Linked DNA regions of Mus musculus: regions 1, 2, 3, 4 and 6 are each linked to region 5. A link is a contact called in public HiCAR-type, HiChIP or PLAC-seq and promoter capture Hi-C data. All regions are on one chromosome and are shown on one strand. Each heading gives the region's core, a stretch centred on a gene start, on an enhancer-like site or on the middle of the called end of the contact. The rest is flanking DNA. Distances are from core to core; before and after follow the strand shown. Region 1 holds the start of Tmem243 (transmembrane protein 243, mitochondrial). Region 2 holds the start of Crot (carnitine O-octanoyltransferase). Region 3 holds the start of Dmtf1 (cyclin D binding myb-like transcription factor 1). Region 4 holds the start of Abcb4 (ATP-binding cassette, sub-family B (MDR/TAP), member 4). Region 5 holds the start of Adam22 (a disintegrin and metallopeptidase domain 22). Region 6 holds the start of Elapor2 (endosome-lysosome associated apoptosis and autophagy regulator family member 2).

The links. Promoter capture Hi-C pulls out the DNA fragments that hold promoters and counts their contacts. HiCAR-type assays count read pairs that join an accessible place to other places. HiChIP or PLAC-seq counts read pairs in DNA pulled down with a chosen protein or histone mark.
Region 1: a contact with region 5 is called in a HiCAR-type map of astrocytes, with 2.8 times the contacts expected there. The contact joins the promoter of Tmem243 here to the promoter of Adam22 in region 5. A contact is called at or near these places in 4 of 39 promoter capture datasets (cranial neural crest, embryonic stem cells and hematopoietic stem and progenitor cells), 1 of 115 datasets of contacts at active chromatin or transcription factors (astrocytes) and 1 of 9 other capture datasets (macrophages).
Region 2: a contact with region 5 is called in a promoter capture Hi-C map of embryonic stem cells, with 2.4 times the contacts expected there. The contact joins the promoter of Crot here to the promoter of Adam22 in region 5. A contact is called at or near these places in 1 of 39 promoter capture datasets (embryonic stem cells) and 1 of 115 datasets of contacts at active chromatin or transcription factors (bone marrow-derived macrophages).
Region 3: a contact with region 5 is called in an H3K27ac HiChIP or PLAC-seq map of epiblast stem cells, with 9 times the contacts expected there. The contact joins the promoter of Dmtf1 here to the promoter of Adam22 in region 5. A contact is called at or near these places in 2 of 115 datasets of contacts at active chromatin or transcription factors (astrocytes and epiblast stem cells) and 3 of 9 other capture datasets (adipose tissue, liver and macrophages).
Region 4: a promoter capture Hi-C map of neural stem cells shows a contact between it and region 5. The contact joins the promoter of Abcb4 here to the promoter of Adam22 in region 5. A contact is called at or near these places in 3 of 39 promoter capture datasets (cranial neural crest, hippocampal neurons and neural stem cells) and 1 of 9 other capture datasets (adipose tissue).
Region 6: an H3K27ac HiChIP or PLAC-seq map of microglia shows a contact between it and region 5, with 6 times the contacts expected there. The contact joins the promoter of Elapor2 here to the promoter of Adam22 in region 5. A contact is called at or near these places in 1 of 39 promoter capture datasets (liver) and 3 of 115 datasets of contacts at active chromatin or transcription factors (astrocytes, embryonic forebrain and microglia).

What each region holds. Positions count from the first base shown.
Region 1 is chr5:9,098,742-9,102,590 of GRCm38.p6, forward strand. Tmem243 (transmembrane protein 243, mitochondrial) reads left to right here and starts at 1,996. Exons shown (of 5, transcript NM_001081029.1): 1 at 1,996-2,118; 2 at 2,476-2,654. The coding sequence starts at 2,577.
Region 2 is chr5:8,995,200-8,999,067 of GRCm38.p6, forward strand. Crot (carnitine O-octanoyltransferase) reads right to left here and starts at 1,947. Exons shown (of 18, transcript NM_023733.3): 1 at 1,905-1,947; 2 at 1,253-1,348.
Region 3 is chr5:9,160,394-9,164,467 of GRCm38.p6, forward strand. Dmtf1 (cyclin D binding myb-like transcription factor 1) reads right to left here and starts at 1,383. Exons shown (of 18, transcript NM_011806.3): 1 at 1,221-1,383. Gm46901 (predicted gene, 46901) reads right to left here and starts at 517. Exons shown (of 1, transcript NR_166570.1): 1 at 1-517.
Region 4 is chr5:8,891,520-8,895,724 of GRCm38.p6, forward strand. Abcb4 (ATP-binding cassette, sub-family B (MDR/TAP), member 4) reads left to right here and starts at 2,202. Exons shown (of 28, transcript NM_008830.2): 1 at 2,202-2,388; 2 at 2,569-2,645. The coding sequence starts at 2,575.
Region 5 is chr5:8,366,267-8,369,925 of GRCm38.p6, forward strand. Adam22 (a disintegrin and metallopeptidase domain 22) reads right to left here and starts at 1,894. Exons shown (of 31, transcript NM_001310440.1): 1 at 1,610-1,894; 2 at 935-1,095. The coding sequence starts at 1,688.
Region 6 is chr5:9,264,294-9,268,390 of GRCm38.p6, forward strand. Elapor2 (endosome-lysosome associated apoptosis and autophagy regulator family member 2) reads left to right here and starts at 1,825. Exons shown (of 22, transcript NM_172706.4): 1 at 1,825-2,163. The coding sequence starts at 1,978.

The DNA.
Region 1 (3,849 bases), core at 746-3,245, 730 kb after region 5:
TGAAAACTGCAGTTCCCAAGGAAAGAGGCTCCCGTATCAGGGAGAGAAATTTTAATTCCGGGAAGAAGGCTGACAGACTTTAGTAAAAACAAAAATTTTAGTTTAAAAATACGTTGTTTGGGAGCCTGGAAAGATGACTCAGCATTTAAGAGCGCTCACTACTCTTGTAGCGGACCTAATTTTGGATCCCAGCACCGATGGTTGGGTGGCTTTCAGCTGCTTGTAACTCCATATTGAAGGAAATTCACACCCTTCTGGCCTCCTTGGCTGGAAGCACATATGTGGAAGCACATGCATGCACATGCACACACACAGTTAATAAAATCTTTTGAAATATGTCATCTAACTCTAACTGGCATTAGAGATGTTTGTGAACCACATGCAGATGCTAGGAAACAAACCTAGGCCCTCAGCAAAAGCAATAAGCATGCTTAGCTGATGAGCAGTCCCTGAAAGTTTTAGTAGTTTTTGGTGAACCAAAGTAATATTTTCCCGAGGAGCCAGTGAGGTTTCTGGTTTGAAAACAATTATGTACAAGTAGAACCAGGAGAGAGTTACTCTGTTCAGTCGACAGAACGATTTCTGCCCGGCCTGTGACCTAAATATGAATATTCTAAATGCTTCCTCCCCACCCAGTCACCACAGCAGCAGAGCACAGAGGTGAATATAATTTCCAAATATGTATGTTACCTATTTTACTATAAAACGTTGCCTATATGTTCTCTTGTTTCTCAAATAACTATACTTTAAAAAATATACTTGTATTTAAAGTCTTTATTTTTTCCCAGAATAATATTTCCAGAACTTTAACCTTTCAGAATTTTAGACTTTATGGATTTTGATTTGACTGTATATCAAATTTGGTATTATGGCATCTTTTGGGGTTGTTGACCAAGGCCCATAATTACTGTGTTATTTTGGTGGATAGTTGCTTAGCACACAGCAGATTCTCAAAGTATTGTTAGTTTTTATTTTATTATTTTGAGACAGGGTCTTGCTACTTAGTCTAGACTGTCCCTAATATTCAAAGGATTACAGCCTAGAGCCTCAAAAATATTTTTTGTTGAATGAAACTGAATATAAGTAAGTGAATTAATTTGTAGGACCTTTTAATATGAATCTTTAAATAGAACTTTTAATAGAAGTGGGTGCTGGATTATGTAGTATTGCTGTTGTTAAGGTAAAGTCGCGAGTAAACAGCTAATTTGTAAAACACGTGTAATGATTGGGCAATGGGGATATGTATAATACTTACGTGTACTCAGGGCTGGAAGTTCGTTGTGGTTGTTATTCCATCCCTTGTTCTAAACTGTTGCGTGGCACTGGAACCCATGTCTAGATTCTAAGCGTTCGTGGAGGTATCGCTTCAGCTTAGAGTCTCCTGCACACTAACACTTTCCGAACTTTCTTGAATCTAGCTAGGTATTAGTGTCAGCCCAATCCTATTAGTGTAGTTGTTTGGTTTTTAGCTTTTAGGAAGAACTTCAAATGTAGAGCGACGGTACTTGTGCAGCTTGTCCATTCCATTCAGCTCTCTAAGCCCCAAGACTCCAAAAAGGCCCAAGATGCGAAGCTCTGGCCTGTGGCAGCACCCCCACTGGACCAGGCAACGAAATACCTAACTGTTTATGTAAACTAGGACCTCTTATTCTGTGTGTAATACAGAATAAAACACGCATACACGATTGCCTCCGATACTGTAAAGTGTCCACATCCAAATCCTGGAGTGGTCGAAGCAGGTTGTCGGGTTTTAAGACGCCAAATTCGAGTCGGTCTTCAGAACCCTGCTTTAGCCACTACGTGCACCGCGCAGCCGCCAATTGCCAAGAGGCGGAGAAACGCTTGGCAGCGGGGACCCGCGCCTCGGTGGGACGACCCGCACCTCTGTAAATAAAGCTCTGCAGCCCAGGCGGCGCCTCTGCCCGTGGGATTGGCTGCCTGAGTCGTGACGCGATCTGGGCGGGCCCGACCGGTTTGCGACAGTGGCCGCAGGTCCCGGACCGGAGAGCCCGGGGGGACTCGCCGCACGGCGCCGGCGTCCGGCCGGCGTGTGGGGGCCACGGCTCGGGGTCGCGGCCGCTGCCTGGATCCGCCGCGCGCGCGGCGCGGGACGCCGAGGTCTGGCTTGCGGGCGCAGCCGGGGCTGCGGGGAGCACGGGGGACGGGACGCGAGCGGGCGGATGCGGAGCTCTCAGCCGAGCTAGGGTGGTGTGCGGGGCCGCCCGGCCCGCAACTTCACTCCCGCCGCCCCGCCGCGCGGGGGACTCGCGCCAGGCAAACTTTCTCCCGGTGGAGCCCCGGCCGAGATTGGGGGCGGCGGGCGCGGGCGGGGCGGCGGCCAAGCGCTGTTTGTTTCCTTTCACTTCCCGCGGCGGCCGCTGGAGATGAGGACGGCGGGGCTGGGGCGGAGCGGCCAGGGGCCCCCGGGAGTGACAGTCGCCCCGTCGGGATTTCCCGCCCTCCCCACCCCCCCAGGGCCCGGGCCATGCGTGCGCCGTGAGGGGCGGGCGTCCGGACTTCGCGAGCTGATGCGGACTCGCTTTTGAGCGTCCGGGGACGAGCGAAGCAGCCCTAAAATGGAGGACTTTGCTACCAGGACCTACGGGACCAGCGGCCTGGATAACAGACCTCTGTTCGGGGAGACGTCTGCCAAGGTGAGTGCGGGAGTGGGCCCCGGGCCAGAGTGCGAGAATCCCGCCTCCCTCCACCCCGCTGGCTCCTTGCAGCCTGCCTGGAGGGTACTTGGAAGTGGGAAGAACTGTTCTTGCCGTCCCGCCCCTCTCTTGGGATGTTTGCCCTGCACTCTGCACCAAGAGCAGTTTGGAGTGGAGAAAAGTTCAGAAAGTTCTGGGCAGTTTGTGGGAAGCCCTTACGGAGAGTGCGGAAACCCCACCGTGGAGGGAAAGTCCTGCGAAGGTTGCATAAGCGCACTTTCCAGCTCCACACTTCAGGTGTGCGTCCAGGGCTTTAGTGGTTTCAGGAGTGCATCGAGAGCCCAGGGTTGCTTCTGATGATTGCTTACCTAGAGTTCTTAAGAGGATGAGGATGTGAAGCAGCTCCATGAAGGTGGATGTTGGCCACAATCCCAGGAGGTGATCAAACAAAGGGTCCCAGCTCTCAAATAGGCAGAGGCACTAACCGTTTTCTAGAAGCTTGACTAGATAGAGCCTCTGGCCTGCAGTCAACAAAAGTCTTTCTCTGTACTTAGCGTTAACTTTCTGAAACTTGCTCCCCACCCCCAGCCCCCTTGCCTTGGGGACAATCAAGAAACTCTGTATTCAGCATAAAACTTTCTCAGAAGTCAGGGCAAGATTAACCTGTAGCTCTCTTACCCTCCCCCCCCCCCCACTTGTAAATGACGTTGGTGACTGTAGACCCCCTGACCCCTGATAGGAGCAGTCAGCCTTTGAAAGTTGCTGTGGTTACTGTAGAGCTGGGTTTCTTACCTTGTGGGAAGAGCCTGTACCACACACAGGGAACTTCTCCACCTGGCAGTCATGGGGAATCCTAAACTTGGAAGCTGCCAGTCTACCATGAAGATTACTTATTATTAAATTCCATATAGAATTTGATTTGTCTTGGGGTGCTTTACTAAGACATTTCAAGATGGATGTCTGGCTTCTTGTAACTTCGCCTAATCTCAGCTCGCCATGCTTGGGAGCTCAAGTTCACTAATGCTCCTTCCGTTATTTGCAGACGTTACTGAGCGCTCATGTGTGTCTATTTGGTGTTAAAGGAAAGCAGTCAGGAACGGGAGATCTGTGCATATCTGTGCATAAAGTGGAGATTCTGGTGACTGTGGCCTGTGTCACAGCACGGAGGGCATCATGCATTTTGGGTACAAAGATG
Region 2 (3,868 bases), core at 697-3,196, 630 kb after region 5:
TAGTGGGCTGCCATAGCACACACGGGGAAGTCAAAGGACAGCTCCCAGGAGTTCATTCTCTTTTCTACCATGTGGGTCCTGGGGATCACACTTGGGTCATCAGGTTTGCCTGCAGGTGTCAATATCCAATGAGCCATCTCACTGAGCCTCAAAATTTGTCTTTTTTTTGGGGGGGGGGGTTAGAATATTACTATATACCCCAGGCAGGCTTGGAACTAACTTTTGTCAGACAGGCTTGCCTGAATTCACATGGGTCAGCCTGCCTCTGACTCCCTAGTGCTGGGAATATATGCCACCAACACCCACCCAGCTCTAGGCAAGTAACTTTAATTGAATCTCTTTATCTTGGCATGTATAACCATATAATTAGTCATCAGACTTTTTAATGCCATAAAAACAACTCATCCTGAAACAACTATATTATGGACTATAATGGGCAGAATTGTTATGATGACCTAACTCCTACCTACTCTTTTTAGTCCCCAGAACTTGTCATTATGATAGAACATCATTACTCCTATGGTTGCAACTGGGTTTCACCTACAAAAAAAAAAAAAAAAAAAAAAAGGCTTAAAATAGAGAGGACCTAACCTAATCATTTGAGTGCTTGAGCAGAGATACTGCCACACCTCTGTGTCTACATCTATGTCTTTAATGATCTGTGTCTACATCCATGTCCTTAACGAACTCAGAGACAAACAGGACTTGCAGGAAATGGGATTAATCCTAATGCAAGTGAACAGGGGTTAGACTCTGCCAACTCGAATGAACCTGAAAAGGGAGTCTCCCCCTAAAACTTCAGAAAGTAACTCATAACAGAAACCCTGGTCTCTCCTTTTGTGCGTCCATGCAGGGTAAGCAGCTAAGCTTGCTCGGACTTCAGATCTTCAGAAACTCAAAGTCTGTGTTCCTTTAACCGCTAAACATGTCACTGTCTGCTGTAACAGCAATAGGAAACTAATGCAAGCATGCCGGGCAAGCTGATCTCATTACACTTCCTTGTCATTTAACAGATCCCACAAAGAAGACCAGAGTACTAATTTTATGCCTGCTGCAGTGCTTAGCCCCTGCAAGGTTAAGCCGACTACAGATTCTTTAAGAGTTGTCTTAAGTTTTCAACCATATAAAACTAGTTAAACGATTCCAATAAAATTAAGAAAACGATGACAGTGGACTTTCTGAAAGCAAGGTGATGTGAACGCGAGAGAGGTGGGAAAATAGAACCAGGAAGTAAACAAATAGGGTCACATACCAGTAAACCACGAAGAAGTGCTCAGGACCTCCAGGAGCCTGCTTGAACAATTCGGAAAGGAAACCACAGGGAACCCGAACTGGCCAAGCCTGGTGACTGTGGAAAGGAAGAAATACACTCAAGTAAAGATCAGGAAAGGAGAAGAGGATAGTGACAGAAGCTGGAAATACAGAGAACGGACATCTGCTAGACATGAGATTTATATCACTACAGAGCTAGCTATGTTCCAAGCAGCCTATCAGATGGACCCAAGGGGCACAGGGAACCTTCCGGTGCCCGCGGGGAGGTTGCAGCAGAAGCAGAAAGCAATAAAGTTCAGAAACTCCTCCCACCAAAACAAGGGCAGCTTCTCACCGAGGATAAGGACAAGGGGAGAAAAACCAAGAAACATGCACACGCAAAACCAACCAATCGATCAAGCACTCTAGCACTCTAGCACTCTAGCGAGGCCGGTGCAACTGAGAGAGGACACCCCAAACCAGAAGGGCAAGATGCTCGGGGGGGGGGGGGGGCACCACGCCCGCGCCAGACGGGGCGCCTGGGCGCACAGCCCGACTGCACTCAGCTCGGCTTCCTGCTACTGCAATACCCTTCGACCCCCTCGCCATGTGGGAGGGGAAGGAGAGCGAGCAGCCGGCCCCAGAATCCTCACCTCCCGCGCCCCTCTTGTCCCTCTGCGTCGGCCTGCAGGCTCTGGGCTGTCCTGAGGCCGGACCAGAACGGAAAACCGCGAGGGTCCCGCCCTGTGCGCGTCGGGGAACGGGATTGGACGGGAAGCCGCGAGGGTCCCACCCCGCGCTGGAAGGGGTGGGCTGTCGAGGCTTGCTGGTCCCGCCCCCGCCGGGTTCTCGGGCTCTGGTGGCGTCCTAGGCTGCAGACCCCGGGAACGCAGCAGAAAGTCAGATAAGCGCCCTGCAGTCCCCGCTACAGCAGCTTCCTTCCGGATGCTGCGGGAGATTGGCCTCCGTCCAGAGATCTACCCACTCTCGGGCACAGCCCTGTGGCTGCGTAAGGAGGCCCACGGCTCAGCCTGCTTTTCGCCGAACTCTTAGGGGCTTGGCGCTGTGTTCTTTCTTCCCAGTCGCTCCCCCTTCTTTGTGCCAGCCTCCTTTGCATGGCCCAGGCAAGCATTTATACTACTTTAGATATAAATTTAAGAATTTATACTGAGACATTTTATTTTGTCTACCCTGTGTGCTGGCAAGAGAATAGCAGGCGAATGGATCCGGTTTGGCCTCGTCGCCTCTTTGAGACTTAAGATTTGGCCAACTCCCAGCCATCTAGGGCAAGCCCTTGCAGTCTCTAGCGATGGTCAAGCTTCAAGCTTTGGCCTTGCCTGAATATTTTTATCATCCAAGAAGTTGCGTTTTTAAAAAGCTAGCACGTCCTAGAGGAAGACTATGAGGTATTTTTAGTTTCACAGGTCAATGCCCTTTTTTTCATTTACCTCCTGAAATAAATTGATACAATTTTAAACTTATATACACTTTTTATTTGTACTTCTGTTTTGTTTTCGTGGAAGGAAAAATATTTTACCTGCTCCTGCATAGTTAAGTTATTCAACAGTTTAATGACTTCATTTCAAATTAGTATATTAAAAGCTGCTGTCTTTCCGAAATCCTTTTGAGTTTCCCGCAGAATTACTAATATGTTTCATGACTGCACAGCGTTGCTGGAGGTATTACATAATCAAGCTGGATAATCTCTCTAAGCTTGTCAAAGTGACTGTGTTAAAGAACTTTTCCCCCTCATAGTATGTAAGTGTTCCGTTCCGGATATTATATTATGCTTCGAAAATAGAATTCTTAGACTGACTGGATTTCTCAGAAACCTTCATTGTCTTTTTTTTTTTTTTTTTTTTTTTTTTTTAGTAAAAAAAATTTTGGCACCTCTTTAGAAGTTTACGCATATTGAATGTTTGCTGGTGGCAAAGAATTTAGGGTCACTCACCTTCACTGTTTTTGTGAGTTTGGTAATCTCACCAAACCAGGCCTTTATGCAGGGTCTTTAACACTGAGCTACATTCAAGCCCTGCTGCAAGTTTCTCTTCTTCCTGGTTTTGTTAAGCAGAAACGGTGTCTCCATGAAGATCTTGGCTTCTCATAAAAAGAAAACAACCTCGGGACTGAAAAAAATCAGTAGAACCTGGAGAATGTGAGAAAAATGACCATCTCTGTAAAACTGTAATTAAGCAGAGTCCTGAAAATGTTTTCTACCAAATGTATAATAGATATTTTAATGTCAAATTTAAAATCGGTAGCACTCAGATTAAATTTGAACAAGCTTGTATTTCTTAGCTCAGGATAGACAGATCTTGATGGCTGAGGAAGATATTGCAAGCTTTTGGAGTATGTCTTATAGCAACAACTTGTCCCAAGTCTTAAAATTGACTATTAAAGTTATATAAAAAATCATTCGGGCTGGAGAGATGGCTCAGCAGGTAAGAGCACCAACTGCTCTTCCAGAGGACCTGAGTTCAAATCCCAACAACTACATGCTGGCTCACAACCACCCATAATGAGATCTGACTCCCTCTTCTGGAGTATCCAACCGGAGTGAGCAGAGGTCTAAAAATTCAATTCGCAACAGCCACATGAAGGCTCACAACCATCTGTA
Region 3 (4,074 bases), core at 133-2,632, 790 kb after region 5:
ATTCTACCACAGTAAAAAGCTAGTAATATTTTGTTATTATAGTTGTTTTAAATGTTATAGTAAATTACTCGAATTATTAAGGTAAATTTAAGACTGGCCTAAAGAAATTTGCAGTACCAGAAATAGAAAATCTATAAGGAAAATAGCCTTTGATGTTTGTAAAACTTTCAATATAATCAAAGGTCTTTTCTTTCTTAATTTACAGCCTAAAAGCCACAAAAGTTATTTACAACACGAAAATATAGCTCTAATTAATAAAAGTCAGTACATCTAGCTTAAGACATAACACATCACAAACAGTACTGAAATGCATTTTTCTTTGGAGGTTGTCCCAAAGGAAGTCTAGCTGTCAGAAAGAGGTACAAGGGCTGACAAAAGCAATCACGGGCTATCACTCTTTCTTTAGCTACACCGAAGTCTTTAACTATAAAAACATATGCTGTATCACTGAACAGCACAGGATGGCACTGGACCACTTCTTTCGGAGTAAAACTCGTTAAGGTTGCGGGGAGATTCTCAAAAAAAAAAAAAAAAAAAAAAAAAAAAGTTCTTGCTAGAGGGCCAAAGAGGGTTTTGAAACGCTAAAGGTCTGCTCCGCACGATCCTGACAATTACTAGTTGGCTGGGCCAGGACTCTCCCCGCACCCCAGGCCACGTCCCGCGCGGTCTCTAAAGAGAAAGTCCGACTGGCAACCATGACTTCCTTCGCTGAGTCCAACCGGCGAGGGGCTCACGGGCCAAACGAGCCGAGGAGAAATGGTGGGCTTGGGACGACCCCCGCCCCCACTGCCCTGCCCACCCCACCCACGCAGCCGAGGGGGCTCAGTGCACCCCAGCCAAGCCAGGCTGGCAGCTCCGCCGCCCAGCACGCACACGCCCGCGGGGCCCCCGGCGCCGTCCTCCGCGACTCGGGCCCACCCCCAGGGGTCCCGGCGCCATTTAGTTCCTCCAGCCCGCCGCCATTTTCCGCCCCCACCGGCTCGCCGCTGCGCCCCAGGGATCGCTCGGGAGTTCCAGCCGCCAGCGGCCGCTTGAGCCGGCGACGGAGACCGCGGGCGCGGCGTGCGGGGCCTGCCGCGGCGGCTAAGCGAAGCCCGGACTCCGACCCCGCCCGCGGCACCCAGCCGGCGACAGCCAAGGCCCGCGAAGGGGCCGGCTCGGCCGCACTGGGCGGAGCGGCTGCGGCGGAGGCCCGGACCTGAAGGTTCCATCGCACTTACTTCCTGTTTTGGGTCCGGGCACTTTGGAAGAACCAGGATGGAGGCTCCAAAAAATACCAGGATGGAGGAAGCAGCCGCGGGAGAGAGTGGCTGCAGCTGGGGTGAGCGAGCGCAACCAGCCACCGGAAACGGAGCCGCGAGGCCGCGCCCCGCCCCCGCCCTCCCAGCACCCCCCCTGCGGCCCGCCTCTCCTGGGGGGCGGGCCCGCGCGCCACCCCCGACGTCACTTCCGTCTGCGTCGGCAAGCTGATGGGTTGCTGCGGAATCGAGCGCCATTCTCAGCGAGCGATAGGGTCGGACGGTCGCCGTCGAGCTGTGGCGGGTGATAGACGTAAAGGAGGGTCTTTCCCTTGGCAGGCGTCTGCACCATCTGTCTTTTAGTTTCCGCAATCTCCGAAGCGAAGAGGGAGCGGTGTGTCTCTATAATTCTTGTGAAAGGTGACCTCCGTGAGTGTGACCTCGCTTTTAGGAGACTACAGTTCTTTATGCATTTAAAGTTCAGTGCTGGTAGCTATGCCGAGTGCAGCTCTATTTTCTGGATTCTTAGAGATGAACAAAATAGAAGCCCTGTTCCCATGCCAATCTTTAAGAATCAGGTTCATACATGAATAGATGCATTTTGACCATATTTACTCCTTCCTATCCACTCCAACTCCTCCCCGTGTTTTCCCTGACATGCCCCCGACTCAAATTCATGTCCTATTGTAGGGGTGTATTTCTGGGTACACACATGTAGCCCAGATGTACTTCAGTGTAGGGCTGCGCCCCGCTTGGACGTGGGAAAACAATCTGATCTCTTCAGGAAGGAAGTTGACTCTTCCTCAGCAGTCTTGACTGCTTGTAGCTCCCTAGCCAGAGATGGAACCTTGTTCGCCATCCATGCTGGAATGTGGAGTGGAGTGGTGGTATGCATGGGACCACAGCTGCTGAGTGGTGGGTGTTAAAACAGAAGTCTTCCCATTCCCCTGACTCTTTCAAGTTTTCTGCCCCCCATCTTCAGCAACGCTCCTATACCTTTGGTGTAAGGATTGCATTATAAAAACCCACTTAGGGATAGGCATTCTACAGTCACTTAACTGCACACTGGTCAGATGTGGTTTTCTGCCATAAACACTGCTACAAAAAGTGCAGACTCTATGATGAGAACATCAAAAAAGTTGCCTTTTGCCCCATGCTGGGCACAATTGTTCGAACCTATTAATTTCAGCAGAGAAGAGGTTGAGGCAGAAAGAAGACTGGATTTTGAGGCAGTGTTGGCTACATAGAACACATCTCAACCAAACCAAACCAACCCAAAAGTTCTAAGATACACAATTCTGAGCATTGGGGTTCCTATTGGTGTTGCTTTTATGATTCAGCAGATACACGTTATACTTTGCTTTCCTTTCACTACTAGTGATACACAAAGTCCCATTCCTAATCAAGAAGCTGTTTGCAAATGGTAGATCTGGGGAAAGGGAAAATCATTTTTTCCCCCCAGGGGAGTGAAATTAGATGTATCAGGCATACTCTTAAATCAAGCAAGGTTCATAGGAGTTGATGGCCAATGCAATTTGGAATCACAAGTTTTTTACAGCAGCTTTATTCACATTTGCCAAAACATGCAACCAACCAAGAGGCTAACCAGGAGGTGAATGAATAAACAAGCAGGCACATCTATTCAACAGAACTTTATTTGGCACTAAAGTAGTGAAGAATTAAAATATATGTTACGTAGTAAAGAAAAATCATCCAAAAATTGATGTATGCTAAGACTATGCCATTCTGATTGTCTTATTTTTCTACTGTTATGAAGAGACACCATGGTGAAGGCATTTTACAGAAGAAAGTTTTAATTGGGGCTTGCTTACAGTTTTAAATGATGAGTTTATAATCATCACGGACGGAGGGGAGCATGGCTGCAGGCAGGTAGGAATGGGGCTTGAACAGTCCTTGAGAGCTTACATTCTTAATTGCCGAGCCATTTGGGTATGTGTAGGCTTCTGAAAGCTCAAAGTCTGCACCCAGTGGCATGCCATTTCCAACAAGGCCACACCTAATCCTTCCCAAAGAATTTCACCAACCAGAGACCAGACATTCAAACATGTTAGCCTGCAGGGGCCATTCTCATTCAATCTGCCAGTGGTGATATTCTGTAAAGGGCATTGCTATGGAGACAGTAAAATTAGTGCATCCAGGGGTGGAGAAAATGAATAATGTGCGGGGGTTCCTATAGCATCAAGGGCTCTGTGTGCTGCTGAAATAGCATGCCTTTATAGTTGCAGCAAAACCCACAGGTCTGATAGATAAAATAGAATGAACTCTAACATAAACTATATCTTCTGTATTAATGGTGTGTCAGTATAGGTTCATTCGTTATAACAAATGCCCACTCTTGATTGTGTGTGTGTGTGTGGGAAGCCGTGAGGTATGTAGGAATTTTCTCTACTTCCTGCTTAATTTTGTGAATGTTAAAAAAAGTCTTTGTTAAAAAATGCTAAGAAAGGGCTAAATAACCCTGAACTTGAATAATGTAAGTCAACATTCTCTGTGTTCCTGTGTGTTGTTCATATGTGTTAAACTCATGTAATCAAATACTTAATTGAAGGTTCTACAAGTGAGTAACATTTTACTCAGGAACCAAATGCAGTTGTAGAGTGTGTCCAGGTCACACAAGCAAGGGGTACACTCAAAATTGTAGCCTACTCACCCTGCTCTATTTCAAAAATATACTTTGGCAAGTGTCACCTCATGATGAAAACAAAACATAGCCAGGAGCTGGAGAGATGGCTTAGTGGTTAAGATTACTGACTGCTCTTAATATATATATATATATATATATATATATATTTATAAATATCTTCACTAAGCCAAA
Region 4 (4,205 bases), core at 952-3,451, 530 kb after region 5:
TTTAATTTTTTTCTATAATAGTGCTACTGGGATTTTAGATGGTACAGCTTTTCATCTTGGGCAAATATATAAGTGTAGCTATGGAGATGTGACCTCTCCTTCCCTGTAGACACTGTGGGCCTACCTCTAACTTTTGTGCTCATGCAGAGAACCTCTTGCAAGGACAACCTTGTGGGTTGGATCAGACAGTCAGAAAAAGTAACCCACTTCACTCCTTCCAGGTTTTTGTTCATTTATGTTTAATTCAGACTCTTCTCATTCCTTCATGAGTCTTGATTCCACTCCCTCAGGCTGTCTTATATTAGAGATTGGCAGGCATATGTCATCCCTTAGACACTACTGAATTCTGTAATGTCCCCCAGTTACCTAAAACTCCCCTCTTGAACTTAGCAATTCTAACTGCTTTCACCTCCGTAGTTGCTTTAGCCTCGGGATACCATACAATAATAATCTGAACACCTGGTAAACTGGTGAAGGAAAGGCCTTCTGTTCCATCAAGACAACTTCTTGTGGTTGGGGTAGACTGGAAATTGAGCCCAAATATGTAACTACATTCATGTCTATCTCATAGTTGCAATCAGCTCCCCCTATGTGAAGAGCCAGATGGAGATGCCCAGGACACTCAGCTGGATGTATCTGCACGCTCTTCCCTACTCTCCCGCCCATCTCTTCTAAGCTTTTAACCATGACAGTAGTTGTCATTTAGTAAGTGTGGAGGACACTTTATACTCATTGTTTCCAACCTTACTAGATCCCCTATTTTAATGGATGTTGAGACTGAATTGAGATTTAAATAACCCATCCAAAGCCAGAGCACCGGTAAACGGCAGAGCAGAGCTGCCTTCAGGGTCTGTGTGACAACTCTTCTACTCTTCATACTTTAAGGTTGTCTGGAAAGCAGTTAGACAGCTATTGTGCAAATGCCACACAGAACAAGGCTCAGCCGCAAATTCAGCCACTGGACTAGGAGAAAAGCAAGCCACATATTATACAGGTGCTATGTTTTAAAAGCAACACTAAGTACTTTCACAGTAACCTAATAAGGAAGACAGACTCTTAAGAAACTGAAGCCCAGAGAAATAAGCAGTGCCCACAGCCACACACTGACCTGTGAAGCTCTTAAGTATGAAACTTGCTTGCTTGAAGCTCAGAAGGTGTCGCTTTATTATCTGATTTAGCGCCTTCGTTTTGGGAAGAGTGGAGAAATCGATGAGAACTCACAAGGAAGCCATATTCACATAGGCCCTAAGAGTAAGACGATTTGGCATGGAGGGATTAGAGTAGGAAATCAGAACAGCCACAGTCAATAGGCTTTGCATCGGTGCCAGTCTGAAAGATGCAGCGTTGGGAATGGAGATGTTACTTAGCTTCTCTGAACACCGATGTCTTCACTTTTGTGAAAACCAAACCAAAAGTACGTGCTTTTTTCTCTCATTTTATTTATTTTCTGCACGTGGTTTGATGTATAGGAGTGCACATGTTCCATGATGCATGTATGAAAATCAGAGAACAATTTGAGAGACCATTGTCTCCTTCCACTATGTCTGTAGCAGAGATCAAATTCAAATTGTGAAGCTTGGAAGCTAGCTGCCTTGTCTGGTCTCAGTGGGAGAGGATTCACCTATTCCTGCAGAGACTTGACAAGACAGGGTAAGGGGGATTGGGGAAGAGACTGTGTGAGGCGGGTACCGAGAGAGGGGGCAGAGATCAGGATGTAAAATGAATAATATTTTTTAAGTGTGTGCTTTTAATAGGGGAATCCTTTTCAGCCCCCAAGTTCTGTGTCTCTATGTGCCCTCCCCCGTGTGGGACACCAGCGATATTCCTCATCTCCAAGGAGTTTAAGCTGACGATTCTGGGCTGGACCTGCTTAATCTTCAGCATCTGGGGTGTTAGTTGCAATTTGGTGCCATATAGACTCGAGCCGAGGATGCATAAGTGGCGACCTCGCTACTTAACTTCCTATTGGGATCTCAGAGCGCCTGGTTGTTGAACTGGTGGAAATTACTTCCCCAGTGTGTTCTAAAAGAAAACTCAGCATGGGGGAGGTGTGGCAGTCACTTTTAGGGGCCCGTAGCCTGCCAGAGGAGGCATCGAGCAGGCTTATCGGCTGCAGCTGGTGCTGCGTTGCGGGCTGCTGGCAGCTCGCCCGGGTGGGCGGCCGCGGAGACGCGCGCCCCTGGCGGCGAGGGCGACACGCTGGTGGCGCTGGGGCCTGCAGAGCCTGCGGGGCTTGCGGGAGCTCTCCTGCGGGCCCGGGCCCTCGCCCCCGCCGCAGCGGGAGGCGTCGCCGGCGCCGGGTGCGTGTGGGAGGCGGGGACGAGCCGCGGCGAGCAAAGTCCAGGTCTGCGCGCCACCCGCTGCGGCCAACACGCGCGTGAAGTTCAGGTGAGGGAGGACGCGGCGGGAGAAAGGGACCGAGGGAAGGCAGTTGCGGTGGGACCTGCCGGGGAGCGGCTGCCACCAGTGCCCCCGGCTCTGCGCCGGCTCTGCGCGGAGCCTGGAGGTCCCCCTCTCCAGGCAGCTGAGCCGGGTGCACTTGGACCTGAGGCTGTGGTTTCTCCCCAGGCTGAGATGGATCTTGAGGCAGCGAGAAACGGAACAGCACGGCGCCTGGACGGCGACTTTGAACTAGGCAGCATCAGGTATACAGGACCGCAGAGTCACTGGCTTTTCCGTTATAGCGGAGTCCTGAAAAGAAGTTGTGAGAACCGGTTGATGCCTCCGGCCTTTGGGATGAAGTCTTTAAGTGTTCTTGAGGACTGTCTCCCAGGCTCCTTTTGGAACAGGTTCAGAGAGAAGAGGCTGTCTTCAAAAGCGCCCCCCTCCCCTGGACACGGGTGATTTGATGAATATTGGCGTTGTGTAACATTCACTGTATTTTTATAAAGTAAACGTTTCACTCTTTTTAGCCATCATCTGGCTACTCGAGTTGGTAGAACTTCAGACACCTGCTATTGATGGCTGTACTTCTGAACAAGGGTAGCGAAGCAAGGCCCCCCTCTTCCTGTGTTTCTCTTCTTTGCCTCGTCTTCCCCTTCTCCCATCTGTAGACTGTTTGCCCTATTTCTCCTCTCTAGGGGGTGACATGGAGAACAACCTCATTCTTCACTAACTTCTGCTTCGAAATCAGTTTTTTTCCCCCAGTTGCAAGAGGGTGAACCTCGACGCTTCCCCTGCCAGTGGGTCTGTCTTTCTCCCTGACTCTCGTTCTCCCCCAGCCACAGTGAAGCACACATACGGCTTTCTGTCAGGCAGAAGGGCCTAGGCAAGTGTGTGCGTGTTTCCTCTTTCGCTGTGGGGACAGTGAATCATTTTTACCCTCAGCTTCAAATAGTTTATGAGGCTATTACAGTCTCTGAGTTCATGCTAGGCCACCCGGAACAAACTGACATGTGTCATGAAGTTGTCTTCTAGAGGGAGAAAATTTATCAGCTTCTGTAGTTGGTTCTCAAGCTGCAAGGGGCCTGATTAGCCAACTGACAAATATGCCTATCTGAATCTTAAACTGAAGCATTGCTTCTGTTAATTGCTTTGGACCGTGGCATCGCCCTACTCATTCTTAGAATCGTGACATTTATTCACAGAAAATTTAGGTTTGTCCATATCGAGTCATAAAAAAGCAAAAACAAAAACAAACAAACAAACAAACAAACCCCAAATGTATGGATGGTGTTACTTCTAATAGAAAAATGTGGTTTTGTCATCTGGCAATTTAGGCTGGGGATGACTGTGACTCTATTAATAGATGGCATTTTCACGAAGACGGCTATTTATGTATTATACTGGCTGAGCACACTGACTAGTATTAGAAGGAGCAGTCCCTGGAAAAGGTGTAGTAACACTCAGGGCCCAGGAAGCTCTCAGAAGAAGCTCACAGCATGTGGTTAGGAAGAAGGAAACACCTCAAAACCGAAATACACAAAGTTAGAACTAGCTTGATATTGTAAGATTACAAAATGAAATATGGGACTAATTTTTATATAATAATACCAAGGGCGGTACCTTCAAGGAAAGCTAAGCCCACTTCTGTTAGGCACAACAAACTGAGGAGGGCTAATATACCTGTTCTAGATATGCTGCATAGCCTGTGGCACATTCTCTTGTATATATTCAGTGGCAAATGTCCATCTGTTGAAAGGTACCAAGTGTGAAGAAAATTAATGAAGACTGAGAAAATTAGGAGAACATAGCAGAAGTGTCTA
Region 5 (3,659 bases), core at 644-3,143:
CAACAAAATTTTAATGGAGCCAAATATTCGAGTGCAAATATAGACTTAAATAATTTTCACTCTTTACATATGTCAAACACGTGAATAACTGAGTACATTATCACATCACAGTTAAGTTAGTGTTGAATGTATTTATGGTATGAAACTGCCCAGCTTATCTTTACTTAAGTAAAGTTTTCAATTATCAACTACATGAACTTCAGATGCACTTGTAGATGAGCGACTTGTCAGGTTGATCTATACAAACATAAAAACATTTACAGTCCCAAAAATATTTGCTAGAGTTAGCAGTACTCATTCGTATCTATAGATGTTTGGTATTGATTAAAATGCAAGTACTGAAATAAATTAGCTTTCAGAGCAATATAAGTGCTCACTAAAATGATCGCACCCAAGGAGGACCCGTTTTCGGGCCTTAGGTTAGGACTGAATGGGCATGTCTCTGGTGTTCACAAATCTGAGTGACCAGGGGATTTTGAGATGTTGTTTATTTTAGTTTGGTTTCTTAGAGCAGCCTAGTTTTCTTCTCCTCTCTTCTTTCTACAATAATCATCCTGGTTTATAATGTTTTCTCTCAGAGTTAAAACAACAAAGATGGTGATGCATATCCTGCCTAAATAGACTCCTCCTACCCCGTGCAGTTTTCACTTGACTAAGGAGATAGGGTCTGTGCCTCTTGTCCCTAGCTCAGGTTACAGGGCTACTAGGAGCATCCAATGCCACCCCTACCCCCTAGCACGTCTGCAAAACATTGGCCTACCCTTCTTTTGGTTCCTTTTTTCCTCCTTTTTGCACTTACACCAAGAGTATCATGCAGGAATCAAATTAGGACTGTGCTCTTTTCACCCGGTACACCGCATTTCCAGGGCAACCCTAAGCAAACGCGGGGTCCCTGGGCAGTGTGGAGGACCATCTCCCGAACCCCGCCACTCACCTGCGGTCCGCCAGGGTCGCCCCGCACCCGCGTGTCGAGCTGGTTGTGCTGAGTTTCATCCTCGCCGCCCAAGCGATAGATGAGGCGCAGTGGTATGATGCTCTGGCGCTCCAGGAAGCGGTTTTCTTTCCCCCTCTCCAGTCCTTTCAGTGAGGCGACTCCTTGCAGGCAGGCAGGCAGGCAGGCAGGAAGGAGGGAAGGAGGGAAGGAGGGAAGGAGGGAAGGAGGGAAGGAGGGAGTAGAGAGAAACAGCAAAAAATAATGACCCTGACCCACAGTCCTCCATCCTGCACTCCTCATCACCTTATTCCCCGCCTCCTCCCTCCTGGACCTAACTGGGAAGGACGCAGAGACACCAGCTGGAAAGCCCTGGAACCAGCTCTTTCGAGAGCATCTCTGGGCCCAGAAACAGGGCACCCCTTTCCCGTTTTCCTGAAGGAGACTCTTCTTTTGCAGGAGGAAAGAGAAAAAAAAAAAAAAAAAAAGCATTTGACCCCAGATTGCTGATGCATCCTCGGGTCCCCCACACATGTGTGCTTACACCCCTTCCTCGCCGACCTTCAAAAAATAAAAATAAAAAATAAACGACGGCGCACTGTGGAAATGCGGGTGCGGCTTTTAGAGGGTCCTCCAGGCTCCAAAGAGTCCTGGAAACCCCGGCAAATGCGAACTTACCTGCCCGACCGCAGCGCGCCAGGGGGCAGGTCCCCAAGACGCAGAGCAGCCAGAAGGACGCGGCCGCCGCTGCCTGCATGGTGGCGGCGCTCAGCTGCTCTTGCCCGGGCCTGGGGCTCGGCCTCCCAACCGCCCCTTCCCAGCTCGAGCCGCTACCGCAGCCTCCGTGGCCTCAGTGCTGCATTGTGCCTGGCGAGCGCTTCGGTGGCGGGGGCAGCGAGCGAGCGCCGCTTCGGGCGCCAGCCTGTAGCTAAGTGGCTTCTAGCGCCTCCCACCTCATCCCCAGGCGGAGGCCCGGGCTGGTGGCCAGCACAGCGGGGGGAAAGAGCCGGGTGCGCAGGGCCCTGGTGGTGCACTTGCCCCACGCGCCGCACCCGGCCGCGCGCACCAGAGTAGCTGGGAAATGTAGTTCCCTCCCCGCACAGCTAGCTGGTCTCTAAGGCGACGCTACCATAGCCACCCAAAACCCAAGAAGTAGACTGCACACCAAAGGAGGAGAGGTGATGGAGGTCACCTGCACAGTGGCCGCACCCCGAATTCGCCCCCAAGTTCTGCGAAGAGCCACAGGGTTGCTCACGAGCTACTACTATTTCTTGTGTTTCCAAGAGACCATGCCTTGAGTGCAGGACAAGTCAATTTTGCCACAGATCTGGACTGAGGGCCTACTGTGTGCTGGGCGTGAGTCACACATTGTGAGGTGCAATTAAGAAAAGCCTTTTTGGTAAGAATTTTCCCAAGGCGGTTTTCAATGCTTTTATTCCTATGAAGTATTTTGCTGACAGGTGTGTCTGTGCACCTGCCATGTGTATGCAGTGTCTATGGTTGGAGGCCCAAAGAGAATGTTGGGTCCCTAGGACTGGGGTTACAGAAGGTTTTGTGGGTTCTGGGAATCCAACTCATTTTCTCTGGAGGAACACTTAGTGTTTTAAACCTCTGAGACATCTCTGTCCATTCTCCACGCCTTTTTTTGAATTGACATTTGATTTCATTTTAATTTTGATACCTAAGGGAGAGTGGTTAACCCAACTCCAGGAGAATCAGATGTCTCCCAGAGGTCTAGGAAGACTTGTGAAGAGTGAGTCAGCCGGATACTCTGTGATATGTTTGCTTCCTCCTATATCTGTCAGCTTCAAACCTGCACCAGTAATAGATAAGGAAAACGACTTTGTCAGGCCGCTTTCCCTACCTAGGGAGTGGCACTATTCAAAAGTGTAGCCTTGTTGGAATAGGTGTACCGCTGTGGGTGTAGGCTTTAACCCCCTCCTCCTAGCTGCCTGGAAGCCAGTCTTCTCCTAGTAGCCTTCAGATGAAGTCATAGAACTCTCAGCTCCTTCAGCTCCTCCTGCCATATGCCTGCCTCCACACTGCCATGCTCCCATCTTGATAATGGACTGAACCTCTGAACCTGTAAGCCAACTCCAAGCAAATATTGTCCTTATAAGAGTTGCCTTGGTCATGGTGTCTGTTCACAGCAATAAAGCCCTAAATAAGACACTGCCCCTCTCAAATGTTAGAGGCTCACCAGGATGAAATAATAATAACACACATATTAACATAATTAGAACTTGAGCTTTATAGATTTTGAAATCTATATATTGGCATTTGATCCCCAGAATAAAAGAGAGAGAGAGAAAGAGAGAGAGAGAGAGAGAGAATTAAGAATTAGATCAAGTAGGCTTTATCACAAAGATGCAGAAATGACTCAACATATGTAAATCAATAAATGTAATCCAACATATAAAAAACTGAAAGACAAAAAACACGTGATCATCTCATCAGTTGCAGAAAAATCCAACACCCCTTCATCGTAAAACCTGTGAACAGATTTGGGATGCAGGGGACATACTTAATCAATAAAGACAACTTAGAGCAAAACCATTGGCAGCATCAACTTAAATTAAGAGAAACTCAAAGCAATTCCACTAAAAGGAACAAGATAAGATTGTCTACTCTCTCCATTCCTATCCAATATAGAACTTGAAGTCTTAGCAAGAACAATAGACAACTAGTGGAAATAAAACTGGAAGTGAAGAAGCCAAAGTATCTTTAT
Region 6 (4,097 bases), core at 575-3,074, 900 kb after region 5:
TTCCTCCCATTCCTGTTTTCCCGGACAGGTCCCTTTCTACACTCAATGCTTGCTTTTTTGTTCTGTCTTGTCACCACCTGAGCATAACCAGGGACATCTGTGTGAATGTGGGTTGGTAGCTCACACATTCACCTGGTGGGCTCACTTCTGGGGACACAAGTGAACGCAATAACTGTCCCTCCTCCAGAATTCATCAGTAGTCAATAGTTCATGAAGGAGAGCTACAGTCCCCTGGGACCCATGATTTCCTGTTAACAGCCCAGTGCACTGGGCGTGGCTGATGTGAATTCAGGACTGTGAAGGCTATGTGGTACTTAGAGATAGCCTGAGGCAGCCCTCCTCTTTATCTTCCTTCTGGCTCTTATATTTGTTTGGTCTCCTCTTCCATCATGTTCCCTGACTGAGTAAAAATATTTTAGTATGCTGTCAAATTGTTTTCAAGAATATCCGTGTTCCGGAGTGCATAATCCACACGCACATTTTCTAGAATTGTTCTCATTCCGAGGTTCATATAGAAACACTTTTATAATATTTCATTCCGCTTACATAAAATTTATGTTTCAAACATTCGCTACTTGAATTCATACTTACTAACATTTTTGTGCTTAGAGGATTTAAATTTTTTGGTCATTTAATATTGCAATCTGGTTTACTTGCAAGAAGAAAAATCTATGTAGAACGTATGCCTGTAGCTGTGGTGCTGTTGATGTAGTTCTGTGACTGTTGTGTGTTACTGAAGTTCACCTCTGATGTACCCTGCACAAAAGAAAAGCAATGTATACTTAGTAACTCTAAGCTGTTTAATCCTTTAAGAGGAAATTATTAATTGAGAGTTACAAAGAATGCTATTTAGGCAAATCTGTACTTTAATCTACTTATGTTGAATAAAATGGGCTTTGTTTTAATAAAGAAAGTGTTTTTAATTCATAGACATATGGTTAATTGTTGACAAAGATAATATAAATTTGGCTCACATAAATTCTTGGTGGATTAAAGAATAAAAAAACAAACAAAGGAAATAAAAACCGAAGCGATAACAGAGCCACCTACCTGTTTGGCTACTCCTAAACTGTAAGTGGAAGAAAACCGAAAGGAAATGTATATATATTTGAGTGAACGTAGCTGCTGCAGACATATTCAGGTCCATTTATATTTAGTGTGTCAGTTGGGTCAGAGGATCCTTGAGCTCCTCCCATTGACATATCACCCTTCACTGCCTAGTGTGTGCGTGTGGGTCACATAAAATAGACCACCACTGCAGCTTTTGTACAGGATAAATGCTTTCCCAGAAGCAAAAAGGTTTGTTCGCCAAAAGCTACACATCTGTATGAAATAATACCTAAATCAGCAGGAAGTAGGTTTGGTACCACCACTTTTTTCCCATCTACTGTGAGGCAGGCACCCTTCCAAGAGCTTTGTGCACATCAACTTAATTAACCCGCATGGCGACCTCACGTGGTGGCTACTGTTATCATTTTCATTAAATAGATGAGATAACCGAGCTCAATACTACAAACCTCAGGCCTCTTTCCTCTCTGCCATTTCAGCAAACCCTAATCTTGTAGAAATTCATTCTGAGGCGTGGATCCTTATAAGAGATATCCCTAGGGTGTCGACAGGGGTCTAGAGAGGAGCGACACTCCGGAGTCTCTGGTCTCTCTGAATCCCTCAATCTTGTCACAAGGCTCCTGCGCGGTTGGCAGCGCCACCGCTCCACGCGTGCTGGGCTGGGCCTCAGCCGCAGCCCGCGCCACCTGCTCCCGGCTCCCGCGTCCCCGCCCCACGTCCCGCCCCCGCGCCGCGCCCGCGTCCCACGGTCCCTCCCTCTGGCGTGACGGGAGCTCGGGCGCCGGCTGCCCGCGCTGCGAGCGGCCGAGCTGTAAGCGTGCAGATCAGCCCAGTTGAGCTGAGCCCAGAGGAGGCAAGAGCACGGTCCTCGCTTCCCAGACTCCTCGCCGGAGTCCATTCAGTGCCGGGATGCTGCTGCTCACCCTGCGGCGGGCGAAAGGCAGGGATCGGGGGCGACCGGCCGGGGGTCCCCGCCGCGCGCTCTCGCTGCCCTGGAGCCCCGCCTGGATTTGCTGCTGGGCGCTCGCAGGCTGCCAGGCAGTTTGGGCTGGAGACTCGTCCTCCTCTGGCCGCCCGCTTCCTGCGTGCCAAGAGGTGAGCAGCACCGGGTCCCCACTTGGAGTTTGAGGCGGGGTGTGGGGTGGGGCGATCTCGGGGACCTGGGCTCAGAGTGACCATCACCTTTTTCGGGTTTGGAGGACAGGGGCGTTCGTTTTGCCCAGGGATGAAGTTGCTCGCCCCTGCTAGCTGGCTAGGAGCGGGTGTAGAGGCTTTCTGTCTTTCTGGTGGTGTATTTCTCTCCGTGCTGGTGTTTGGGGGTTTCTGAAGGACTTTGCTGCGCCCCCTTTGGAGAGCCAGGTCTCAGGACCTGGGTTTGAGAAAGAAATTTCAGGAAGGGGAGGAGACTGGGGAAGCCCTGCCCCATAGGATTTAGAAAACTAAGGCTTTATAGCTTTTGAGAGACCTAGATACTCACCCTCCCTCTCCTGATTTCTCTGCTCCCCAGTCTCCACAAATGCTTTCATCCAATTCTCAAGCTCTCAGCTTTCAAATACAGAACAGTGTGGTCTCTTGACATTCTGGCAAGACATGGATGTGAAGAAGGCAGAGAAGAAAGTACTTAGGAAAGAGGCGGGTTGGTGATGTAGAAAATTAGAATGGGCAAAGCAAATATGTTCCTTTGGGGAGGTTCTTCACCTGGTTGAAGTCCTGTAGCTGAGTACTTTACAGTTTAAGATCACTGCTGCTTTATAGCCAAGAAGGGTACATTCTGGGTGATTAGATCTTTCTCCTGCTTTTGGGAAAAACGAGACTTACTGTGCCAACAATTTCTAGAGGGTGTCACTGGAAGTTGCTTTGTGTGTTTACCTTTGCCTTTCATGCTCCAGAAAGTGCCTTCTTTTAATGAAAATCAATGAGGGGAAGGAAGTAACATTTCTGACCTACTTTGAGTGATTCTGTTGGAGAAGAGGTGAGGCACACACGCTGTTTTAAGGAAGATTGCTAGGAATCAGGGTGACAGGTTCTTTATAGGTATCCAGCAAAAATAGGTTAGCCATTAGCTTCTTTTGAGAAGAACGGCAAGATTCTGTTTCTGTGCTTGCTGGAACCACTTCGGAATGAGAGTATCCTCCTTTTAGACACCATCCATCATCCCTGGGTTTTCATCTTCTTCTCTTACAATACATGCCCCAGGGCAGCCCACAATGATGGAAAGTCAGATGGCAAGCTTGGGTGTGAATATGCAGCTGTACTGTAGCTAGTGAATCGGGGCAAAGTCTTGGCAAACAAACAGCTGTGCATAATTTCAGCTTGTGCTAGTATTGGTTCGATATGTATCCTGCCACTTGTCACCTGGGAATAAACCAGTGTATGGGGTTCTATAGAATTCAACTTTTTGGACATCCACAACTGTTGTGGCAAGATAAGCTTTATTGTCCAGTTGCCCAGACACAGTTTATAGCACACGTTTCTTTAACGAAGTGAAGTTCCAAGTTCCTTGCAACACTAATTCTTAGTAGTGAAGAATTGAAGACTATTTTTGAAGTAGAAAGGTCAAGGCCACTAGAAGAGATGCATATATATATATATATATACATATACGTATATATATGTATATATATTTATACATACATATATATATACATATATACATATATATATATATATATATATATATATATATTCATTCTCTTAACCCAAGCTGGGTTCAAACTCCTTATGTAGCTGGTGATGGGTAATGAGTTTCTTATCCTCCTGCCTCCATACCCCAGTTGCTAGGATTACAGATAGAGGTCACCACATCCAGTTTATATAGTGGTGTGGATGAAACCTAGGGCCCCTTTTATTCTAAGCAAGCACTCTACCAACTGAGCTACATCCCTATTTCTAGACTATAATCATACAGAACTGAGGCATGGGGGTGACAGAATGTACAAGAAGGCGATGCTCATCCCAATTCCAGCCTTTCATCGACTTGGTTTTAGAAATTGTATGTGATCCACGCTTTTAGATCTTAATTTTGATTT